Regions from separate parts of the Oryctolagus cuniculus genome. Here regions 1 and 2 are each linked to region 3. A link is a contact called in public Hi-C data. All regions are on one chromosome and are shown on one strand. Each heading gives the region's core, a stretch centred on a gene start, on an enhancer-like site or on the middle of the called end of the contact. The rest is flanking DNA. Distances are from core to core; before and after follow the strand shown. Region 1 has its middle 93 kb from the start of EEPD1. Region 2 overlaps EEPD1 (endonuclease/exonuclease/phosphatase family domain containing 1). Region 3 holds the start of EEPD1 (endonuclease/exonuclease/phosphatase family domain containing 1).

The links. Hi-C and Micro-C count contacts between places; a contact is called where the count stands out from the background.
Region 1: a contact with region 3 is called in a Hi-C map of liver, with 3 times the contacts expected there. The contact joins the enhancer-like site here to the promoter of EEPD1 in region 3. A contact is called at or near these places in 3 of 6 Hi-C or Micro-C datasets (ear pinna, liver and psoas muscle).
Region 2: a contact with region 3 is called in a Hi-C map of liver, with 6 times the contacts expected there. The contact joins the enhancer-like site here to the promoter of EEPD1 in region 3. A contact is called at or near these places in 2 of 6 Hi-C or Micro-C datasets (ear pinna and liver).

What each region holds. Positions count from the first base shown.
Region 1 is chr16:26,527,482-26,531,204 of mOryCun1.1, reverse strand. No RefSeq gene overlaps it. Among named protein-coding and RNA genes, the nearest start is that of EEPD1, 93 kb to the left of the region's middle. Within about 2 kb of position 1,409, at least 1 of the 8 cell types and tissues checked has an H3K27ac peak or open chromatin away from gene starts, as enhancers often do.
Region 2 is chr16:26,717,873-26,721,459 of mOryCun1.1, reverse strand. EEPD1 (endonuclease/exonuclease/phosphatase family domain containing 1) reads right to left here. Exons shown (of 8, transcript XM_002713756.5): 5 at 2,501-2,635; 6 at 300-438. Among named protein-coding and RNA genes, the nearest start is that of ANLN, 49 kb to the left of the region's middle. Within about 2 kb of position 2,324, at least 2 of the 8 cell types and tissues checked have an H3K27ac peak or open chromatin away from gene starts, as enhancers often do.
Region 3 is chr16:26,619,631-26,623,257 of mOryCun1.1, reverse strand. EEPD1 (endonuclease/exonuclease/phosphatase family domain containing 1) reads right to left here and starts at 1,301. Exons shown (of 8, transcript XM_002713756.5): 1 at 880-1,301; 2 at 1-436. The coding sequence starts at 277.

The DNA of each region.
Region 1 (3,723 bases), core at 160-2,659, 92 kb after region 3:
GTTTTGTCCCCAGCAGTCCACATGTGGGGGTGTTGAAGTGGCGCGACCCTTTAAGAGGTGGGACCTGCTTGGGGGGTGGGGTGGTGGTGGTCTCGGTTTGCTCCATTAACCGCTGTGCCTACCTACTGAAGAGCCAACTCTCTTTGGGGTCAGCAAGCGAGTGTAACACACACGTGGACATCTTAAAGACAGAAAGAGTGAGACTGCTGTAAATTTTGTTAATCTGGTCCTGGCGGGGGGAGGTGTCACTGCGAGGTGAGTGGGTGCTGGCCTGCGTGGGAACCCGCAGACCACCTTGGGCGGTCAGTTGTTGCACAAAGTCCAGCCGCGGGCAGCCGCTGGATTGCCTTGCTGTGTTGGAGGGACTAGGGGAACAGGACAAAGCGCTGCGGCTCTGGCCTTGGGTCCCGTAGAGACGAGAAACCGCCACCAGAGGCAGAGAGGAGGACACCACGCGGGGAAGAAAGTCGTTCAGAGGAGAGCTGACCTTGACCTAGGATTCAGAGAACTCGTCAAGGCTTTGGACCCCTGCAGTCTGTGGGAAAGGACCTGGATCCGTCTCCTCTGGCTCTCATGGGTCCCGAGACGCCAGCGGACTCCTGGATTAGAACACGCAGGCTATAACCCCCCCACCTTTCACCTGGGGCCGTCTCCTGCTGGCACTGCGGTAATACGTCACACGGCAGACCCCTCCCACCGGAAACGGCCGCTTCTGGGGGGACCCCATGGAGCCAAGGCTGATGAAACCCCACGACGCCACTAAAACCCGCAGAGCTCCAGGAAGCAAAGACGACGTCGTGAGTCAGAGGAAGGTCAGCCTTCTGAAGCAGCCCCAGCCCAGATAGCTGAAGGCACTCGGGGTCTTTGAGTGCCCTACAAACTCATGAGGGTGAAGAAGTAGACTGGGAGTTCTTGGGATGGACCTTTGTATGAGTACTGAGTGTTGGAGGCCTGGCCACCTGCAAACAGTCGTGCAATGAGGAGGATTTATTCATTCAAGTCCAAAGCGAAGCTATCCCATGGTCCTTAATACTGCAGCAAACGCCTGCCTCATTCGCAAGGACCATTCGCCATCCCAGGTGCACCCTGTTTTATTTAAGCAGCGTCCTCTGGATGCCAAGATTAGGGGCTGGAGCTAACTCAGCTGTTCCTACCATAATGGGGATCGGAAAAATCTAAATAATTGATATCCATAGATGGGATACAGTGATTTCAATCCACTTATCTAACCCTTGCTACAGATGGTATTGGACGAAGTCCATGATTTTTCATCCTTTCTCCTTTCCTCTACTTTTCTGAGAAAATGGAATGGGAGGGTGGCAGAAAAATAATCATCCAGAAACAGGGTGCCCAGCTGCCGCGGCGCCCGGACGCACCCATGCTGCGCAGTGTCAACATCCTTATTAAGCCAAGAGCTGTGTTTTTGGCAGGTGTTTGTTGATATTAGATGACATCTGATGCAGCACTAATGGAGTGCTTGTTCTTAAACTCCACAGCCAAGGAGGCATATGCAGTTTGGCGGGGGGGAGGGAGGAGCTGATATATATTTCCATATGTTACATTTATTTAATGCTTCCATTGTAAGATTCTTAACTGAAAAGCTCTTCAACACCCATTGGCCCACTGTAGCCCAGAACGACTGACGTGAGTGTGACCTTTGGAACACTTGGAGTGTTTGCCAAGTATGTGCAAGCAGAGGGAGAGGAGGCGAGCCACCCCGATGCTGCGTGCGCCTTCCCAGCCCACCATCTGCGGGCAAGTGCCCTGGTTCTGAGAGCAAGTCCCATAGCACTGGTGGGGCTGGGGCTGGCGTTTGGCGCTTTCTGGGGTGCAGGAGGAGCTTAAGCTTAACCTGCTCGGGGTGTAGAACTGTCAGGTTTACAAACTGGGGGAAATTATGTGATTTCCCTGGTTTGATCCCTGTGTGGTAGGCACAGCTGGTTCTATTATCCCAATTTTACAAAATAGGCTACTGAAACAAGGGTTGCAGAAATTAGTTCAAGTTCATAGACCAAATTCAGAGCCATGCTCTAAGCCTGTCTTCCGACTGCAAGCCCAGTGCTGCCTCGATCCCCCTCTTCATTACTCGCTGCCGTCCTCAATGAGGAGGACACATATTGACCCTCTTCTCTGCTACTCCGACCCTTTATCTAACTATGAATTCCTCTCTGACTCATTTTTTAAATTCTGGTAAAATATACATGACATAAAACTTACTGTCCTAATTGCTTAAGTATACAGTGATAGTAAGTACATTCACTTTGTTGTACAAGAGCATACACTATTCTTAACTATTCAGTAGATTTAAAATAAAAGCAATAGAGAAATTCTGGGTTTTAGAATTCATCATGTTCCCTTTTTATAAGACGAATGGAAATACGTGTCCTTAATATTCACAAGGCAAAGATCCTGGTCTAAGCTGTCCTCCTGCTCAGACCCCTCCCTCCCGGGCTCCCTGCCCCAGCCTGCCCTCCAGCCCTGCTGGGTCAAGGCCAGACAGCACTGTCTTGGCCATGTTGGTCCCTGGACCTAACACACTGGTGAAGGTTTTGGGAGGAAAGTCTGTGTCGCTCTTTCTATGGCAGAAGCTGATGCTCCTTAGGTCAGTATCCATGAATCCCGATGCAGAAATGCCAGGGACCCAACGCTGCCACACCCCTTCCCAAGCCCCTTCCTTGCCGCCTTCAAGTGGAAGCCCAGACAGCTGAAGAGCTCACCTTCACAGTCTTTCTCGCAGCTATGAATGACTTCAGGAGAAGCGTTTGCTTTTCTTATAAAAAGGACAGAAGCAACACAGTCTTCTGTCGTGACCGAGCGTGGGATACCAGGAACTATGCTGCCCTCTTGTGACTATGAAGCTATGAAGCAACAAGCGTGAAATGGGGACAGTTAAGCTCCTGCACCTACCTCCAAACCCCTTAAATGAGAGAAATAGGAGAAATAGTCCTTTGTTTAAGCTTCTGTTGGTTTTTTGGAAGATTCACTAACTGAATACACCCTGTATCCAAACCTATAAATAAACAGATAAAACCACTATGCTACCAAAAGGATTTAGTCACTGATACTCATATCAACGCACACTGACATGCGAGGGCCAAGGCTGACGGTGGAATTCTGTAATAGAGAATTAGGCTGACAGTACCTAACTCCCTGATCAGACTCAGTGTCACAAAAGAGCAACAAGCAGACAGCCATGTGCGCCTGGGGTGTGCAAGCACGAGCACACAACACTACTTACCAAAGTTTTCACAGACTCAACCGGAATCTGAACTGATCACCAGGCTGCAGGAAATTCGAGGGAACTGGGCACAAGCTAAACACTACCACAGAAGTCACTGGGAAGATCCAAAGTGTGGGAAGTTCTAGAACGTATCATGATTCGTCAACAGATAGAGGGTAAATGTATCTCAAAAAGTCTGTGGAAAAAAGGAATTAAAAGGAACATAGGCCGGCACTGCGGCTCACTAGGCTAATCCTCTCTGCTGTGGCCCAGGAAGGCAGTGGAGGATGGCCCAAGTGCTTGGGTCCCTGCACCCTCATGGGAGACCAGGAGGAAGCACCTGGCTTCTGGCTTCAGATCGGCGCAGCACCGGTCGTAGTGGCCATTTGGGGGGTGAACCAATGGAAGAAAGACTTTCTCTCTCTCTCACTGTCTAACTTTGCCTGTAAAAAAAAAAAAAAAAAAAAAAAGGAACATAATTCTGGTGCAGAAAAATTTGAAAT
Region 2 (3,587 bases), core at 1,075-3,574, 97 kb before region 3:
GCTGGGTGAGGCCGAGAAGTCACACATGTTTTCCCCCATAATTCTCTCCATCCAAGAGAGGCTAAGAAGCCACAGAGCTGACACCTGGGAACCCCCATGCTAAGTCCACAGAGACAAAGCAGTGACCAAGCAGACTCCAGATGGGCTCCCCACACTGCAGGGGGTGTGACCACCCCTGTACCCGCGACCCACACTGAGGACAGATGGGTGGCCTCGGTGGTCAGAAAGGCCGTGGAGGAGGCACCTGCTGCCTGCCCTGCCCCCGCATGGCCCAGCCACAGCCACAGCCAATTTCCTACCTTTCAGGGTTTCCTGAAGGCTCTGTACGAAGCTCGCCAACCGGTGGCCGTCACTGGGGTTCTTGCTCGGATTCTCGACTGCTGGGAGGGTCAGGGCTGCCAGGTGAAGGTTAACGAGGGTCAAGTCATTACTTCCCACCTGGGCAGCAGGAAACAAAGCAACACTCAGGTGCTCATATTTCCTGCCTCTGTCATAACCGACTCGTAATCAGCTTCACGCTCACGGTCGACCCTGGCCAACAGCAGGGAGGCCGGCTCACAAGCCCAAGGTGTTCACCTTGGACTTCCCCAAGGCTCCTAAAGGAAGAGACCTATTTTGCTTTACCAACTCCCGGCCCCTGACATCCCAGCTCATATTTCTCCTTAAGACCTAAAATCTGGACATATCTGGAAGTGTCCAGTGTTGGCTTTGTTTTTTCCTTCTAAGCATGAAGGTGGCTCCAGCAGCTGGTTGCTCTGGGGGCTCTCTTCGGTAGGGCCAGCCTGAGGGCACCCTGCCAGGACTCCCTGCTGGGATCTGCCCTTTCTCCCACTCCACACACGTCCTCTCCACTCCCCTAAGGGTTCTTGTCCATCTGGAGCCCACTATGCCCCAGTGCTCACTTTAACCTGATTTCAAATGTGTCAAAACCTGAAGCTGGCAAGACCAGGCAGTCAATAGCGTGACCCAGCCCTGCATTCCCAGCGGGAGGTCTCGTGTTGTACAGACTTTGGCCTGCGGCTCGGCTGTTCAGGGTTGGGCAATCCTGCCCTCCCACTGTCACAGCAGCCCCCTCGACACTGCCAGGAAGGAAAGAGGTGCCAGGGCAGCCCTAGGACGTGGAGGGCCCCAGTCTGGTTGCACAGATGTCGCCTCGTTTGCCACCACCACTGTCACCACCACTGGGACCGAGAGCTCTGCTGTGTGGCTCTGCTCGCTGCCCAAACCACTGTAGGTGGAGTGGGAAGTCTGCCCCGGTACCCTATCTGCCACTTGCCACCTTGGAACGTGACCCAAAACACAAGAGGCAGAGTGACCATCTAGGGAACCACCGCAGAAGATCCAGGCCAATCATTCACGATCCAGTAGCATCTATCAGTGGCCCACTAAAAACATCGGCATCAGCTGGTCCTGGCTGTTGTCCTGTGTGGCATTAGGAGGTTTTACAGATGATACCTGGTTGACTTATTCACCAGTCCAGCAGGTACCCCAGGTGTATGTGTGGGGACAGAACCCCATCCATGTTGCAGGCAGGAGCAGGCAAGGTTGTCCTGGGTACAGCTGACACCCCAGTGTGTGAGTGCACACCTGCTGCACCAGCACGGGGCTAAACCAGGCTGGGCGCAAGGCGACAGTCAGGCTCTGGAGCAAACAGAAAGGAGAGGCCTCCGATGCCCAGCAGGCCACGAGCGGGCTGGGCTCAGGCAAGGGAGCGCTCTTGCCTGACTTGGGATTTCACAGCCAAGTTCCACAGGGATAAGCTTCATCGAATGCCCCTCGGTGGCTGGTGTGGGCTCCTGCAGCCCAGCTTCTGAGCATTCTGCTCAGGGAAACTTCCCAAAGACTTCCAGGGAAGTGAGGGAGACAGCACTCAGCTCTGTCTGTCTAGCCACTGCTGGACACTGGCCCGACAAGGCTCTCCCGAAAGTGAGGGTTCCCCTGGAGAAGCCAGTTATAGGGGTGCTCCTAGGCCCAAGTCCTGAGCTCCTTAGAAGGCCCTCCCAACTCAGACATCCCCTGGAGAGCCCCCCTGGTAATAGACAGGGATGAGAAGCAGCCAAGGAGCCCTCTACTGCAGCCATTGACAAATGCCAGACCTCCTCCACCAGGGCCAGGAGGTCTGGGACATCGCTCCAAAAATACTCAGTCGTGGGCCCTGTCCCAGTAATTCTGTCTGTCTGGGCTAGGCTCTAGGAATCTCTGATTTTAGGAAAATCTCCCCACGTGGTTCTGATGTCAGGTTTGGGAGCCGGCCAGGGAGCTGCTTTCCTCCCTTCCCATCTGGCTGTCGGAGCTGTGGAAGCAGAGAGTCTCTCGGGATCGCTGTCACCCCTGCCCTGGACACGTGCACCTGCCACGGAAGTCCCGGACCAGGCGCTGGCCCAACCCTAGGAGAATAAAATCAAGGCAAGACGAGGCTTCCCGCGTGCCCAGTTCTGCAAAGAGAGATCCCCCACGCCACCCCATGGCTTGAAGGTCACAGACAACACGGAGCAGGTACCTTGAATCGTGCCACGTACGGGTTGGGGCCTGCGGACTTCCCGTGCCCATTGCTAGGCGAACTCTCCTGCGAGGTGACGTCTTTCAGCTCCACGCCGGCCACTGTGTCCCACAGGAATCCTGAGTACCCGGACCCCTGCAGCAGAGAGGGACATGGTCTTGGTGCCAAGTGCAGCCCAGCACTGGGGAAAGAGGCCAGAGGCGCAAGGAGCATCAGGCTCTGCCCTGGGTCCCCAAGGACACTCACCCAGGAGCCATTCTTAGACAAACTGCACTCTCTGCCTTGGCCCCATCCCCCACACCACAAGCCAGGGCTGCTTGGGTGTTCCTTGTGGGAGGCAGGCGGTGGGGGGAGCCCAGACCAGCACAGGGCTGTGGTCCAAACCATCACCTCCCAGGAAGTAGCAGCTCACACCTCTGAACTCTGAACCACACCCCTCTCCCCCCACCCAGAGGCCAATGGCAACACTGAGAATCGGAAACAAGACTCTGTCAGATGGGTTTTGCCTACTGATCCATATTTGCTAGATGAATGAGAGTCAGAGATAAGAGTTGGTTTTTTTTTTTTTTTTTTTTTTTGACAGGCAGAGAGGACAGTGAGAGAGAGAGACAGAGAGAAAGGTCTTCCTTTTGCCGTTGATTCACCCTCCAATGGCCGCCGCGGCCGGTGCGCTGTCTTGTTTATGTGATCCCTTTGACTCTTAGTCCTATCATTATGATCAATTGTGAACAGAAATTGATCACTTGGTCTAGTGAGATGGCATTGGTACATGCCACCTTGATGGGATTGAATTGGAATCCCGTGGTATGTTTCTTTTTTTCTTTCTTTCTTCTTTTTTTTTTTTTTGACAGGCAGAGTGGACAGTGAGAGAGAGAGACAGAGAGAAAGCTCTTCCTTTTGCCATTGGTTCACCCTCCAATGGCCACCGTGGCTGGCGTGCTGCGGCCAGTGCACCACGCTGATCCGAAGGCTGGAGCCAGGTACCTCTCCTGGTCTCCCATGGGGTGCAGGGCCCAAGCACTTGGGCCATCCTCCACTGCACTCCCGGGCCACAGCAGAGAGCTGGCCTGGAAGAGGGGCAACCGGG
Region 3 (3,627 bases), core at 52-2,551:
GCTCCAGCTTGGTGGCGCCCACGCCGCTGACCAGCGCCAGGTCCTCCACCTTCTTGAAGCCACCGATGTACTCTCGGTACTCCACGATGCTGCGGGCCACGGCACGCGTCACCCCGGGCAGGGTCATCAGCTCCTCCTCCGTGGCCGTGTTGATGTTGAGCCGCTCCTGGTTGACCAAGATGTTGCTGAAGTTGCAAGCCGCGCTGAACTTGCGGCTGTGGGACAGGTCCGAGGGGTCTCTGGGGATGGAGCGGTGGCAGCCCAGGGTGCTCCCCATGGCCGGCCAGGAAGAGAGGCTTCCCACCACAGACCTCTCTGGCTAGGGAGGAAGCTCGGAAGAACCGAAGGTGCTGGCTCAGGGGCTGAAGAGGCTGCCAGGCACAAGCACCGAATCGTCCATGCCCGGAGTGTCCCAAATTACCTTTCACAGGGCCACCTAGGAAAGAAATCAAGCACACATATCGATTGGACGAATCAATCTGCATCGGCACTCCCTACTGGAGCCTCAGCCAGGGGGCCGGGGCTGGTGGCTGGCCCTGAACCCCCCGAGAAAGCAAACACAGTGAGGCCGGCCCAGGTGGGTGTGGAGACGCCGGCTTTTACCACACCGGGGCCCAAAAAGGCTAGCAGGGGCTTCTCCTGGGGAAAGCCCATGCCCACCAGCCTCGCGTCTCCGCTCTCCTCTCTCAAGTCCAGCAGCGCGAGGGCCGTCGTCTGCTCCGGTCATCGCTGCTCCGGCTCCGGGAGGGAGCACCCCCACCCCGGCGCCCTGTGCCTGACACCCGGCGCCCCCTGCCACTTGGGAGCCCCGTGCCGCCCAGCGCGGGCACCGCGGAGGGGCTGTGGACACCAGCTCCCCAGCCGCCGACCCTCTCCCACCTGCGGCTCCGGAGCCTCAGCCCAGCCGGGACAGCGGCTGCGGGTCCGCGGGGCCTCGGGGCTCCTCCCGCGCCGCCGCGCTCCGTGTGCGGGAGGAACTCGGCGTCGTCCTCCCGGAGCTGGCAGGCGCTGCAGGGCTGTTCGCGGGCGGCAGCGGCAGAGGCGACGACGGCGGCGGCGAAATCCAGAGGCAGAGGCTGCACCAGGACTTGCGGGGCTGCACCAGGACTTTCGGCGTCACCGCAGTCGCGTTTATGCAGGCAAAAAACACTCCTGCGCCCAACTCGGACACTGGATCCGCCAGAACGCGTCAGACCCCAGCACCAGCCGCAGGACTCCCGCTCGCGGTCTGTGTCAAAGCCAAAGTGCCGGCCGCGCCGCCCGCGCCGCCCGCGCCTCCGCCGGCACCACGGCCACGCCTCCGCCCGCGCGGCAACTCCTCCCCGGGACTCCCGAGGGCTCGTGGGGGCGGGGCTCGGGCGCGTGGGCGGGGCCTGCGTGAGGGAGAGGAGGGGGGAACCCGGGAGCGGAGGGGGCGGGTCTAATGCGTGCGGGGCGGGGCCTGACTCCAGGATGTGGAGAGCGAACGGGAACCCGAGAGCTCAGGGGCGGGGCCTGGCGCGAGGAGGCGGAGAGGGAAACCCAGGCGCTCAGGGGGCGGGGCCGCGGCTAGCTGAGGCCAGACCCGGGACCGCAGGGGTGGGACCAAGGGTCTGAGGGCACGAGGCTGACGCCGTGATGGCGGACCCTGGTCACCGCCGGCTGTCCCGCCCCGGGCAGGGGCTACTCAGTGTCCAGTCCGGCTGCTCTTGGGCGATCTTGGGGGCGTGAGAACTGAGGTATCCCCTGGGGGACAGGCATCCCCGGGGCTCCAGGCCGCGCTCAATTTTGCAGAACGTTCCAGAAGAGGCTGAAGGGGCGCCCCACTTCCGGCCCTAATTGAGGCCTCACTTTCTTCCCAGCCTTTGCTGTGCTCTTTATGAACTTCCGCAGGAGCCGCGGCCACGGAGCCCTGCGGGTTCACCTGGGGCCTGCGCGGCGCCGTGCCTGCGCCTGCTTAGCGCTCTGGACACGCAGGATCTGTGTCCGCCATGGTCTAATCATTCAGAGGGAGGGAAATGGAGGCTGCTTCCCAGGCCTCAGAGCGGTTTGGGAGCCACATTGCTGCGTGCGCGTTTAGTTAAAGTTTAAAGTGGATACCGGAGCTGTAGTATCCGATCAAACAAGCCACAGTGATACCGGAGATACCGTTGAATACTTTGACCCTGGGTGTTTGGAGTCCTCTGAAATTTCCCCCCAACCACTGTGACCAGAGCTTCTGCTTTCAACTCCAGGGGCTGGGCCAGCGAAAACAGCCGTTTTCATGGAAGACAGCCACGAAGGTACGTGAGACGGGAAGTGTGCAAGTGTGCGGCAGCCCAGACCCGCCTCTCTGAGGCGCCTCCCTGGCTTCTGTGTGAGCACCCTCTCAGTTGCAAGTGACAGAAACCCGACTCTAACCAGCGGAGACCAAAGGGAGTCGGGGTGGCCCCGACTTCCCTGTGGAAAAGCTCTGACTCCCACCTGCGGCTCCACCAGCCTCTCTGCTGTTCTCATTGATGGCAAGAACAGGCCAGCACTGAGGTTACCTTACTCCATTCCTGAAATCCCATTGTGGCCAGGAAAAAAAAAAAAAAAGTCCAAGAAATACAGGCAAACTCCTTGTAGAAGCAAGAAATACTTTGTTGAGCAGCATATGACTGGAAGATTGGCCCGGGGGTGACCCCTGGGCTGGAAGTAGGGAAGCCCTATATTTTATTATCCAAACCAGGGCAGTAAGGGAGGTAAGGTAGGACCCTATTAATAATCTCTCTAAAATGGAAATAATCTTGTTTAGTTTTCCATAAGCTTAAACAGATGAGGGAGCCTCAAAGTTCACTGAGAAATGGGCTTAAAAGATAAGTTTTGTTTGCTGCAAAAAAAATTTTTTTTGCAAATCCATGAGTAGTTTTCATAATATACATTTCCGTGAACATTTTGAAGACTCCTCATTCGTTTCCCCTTGGTTGGCAATGAAACCAAGAGATAGCTACACCAGGGACCATAAAACAAAAATAACAGATGTAAAACACACAGTGAGATGCCTGACTTGAAAATGACCCTGTCCGATGTTGGTGAAGACATGGACTGCAACTGCCATAGACGGCTGGTAAAAATATAACCACGATGGAGGTAAGCTTGGCAATTGCTTAGAGTTAAACATGTTCCTACCACAGGACTTAGCCGTTCCACCTCTAAGTATTTCCCAAAAGGAGAAGGCAGCAGGAAACCCAAAGACTTGCACAGAGATGGTTGCTGGGAGAAAAAAAAAAAAAGTCCTCACATCTATAAACAAATTGTGCCATATCCATGTATACAAAACAACACTGAAGCATCTCAAAATCATTATACTAAGTGAAAAGCAGGCCAAAAATAGGAGAGTGGCATGTGAAATATTGTAGGACTCCATTTATATAAGACACTAGAAAGCACAAACATATACAGAAAACAGTCAGTGTTTGGGGATGAGATGGGCAAGGAATAGATTAACAAGGGCAACAAGAAACGTTGAAGGGGTGGTTTCATAGACACACGCCCATCAAAACTGACAGAATTGTGTATTTGGGTGTAAAGTTTGGTGCATTTTAATTACCTCTTGGTAAACTTGGAAAAATATTTTAAAGAGTGGTCTTAAAAAAATAAAGATTTTTGGCCGGTGCCGCGGCTCAC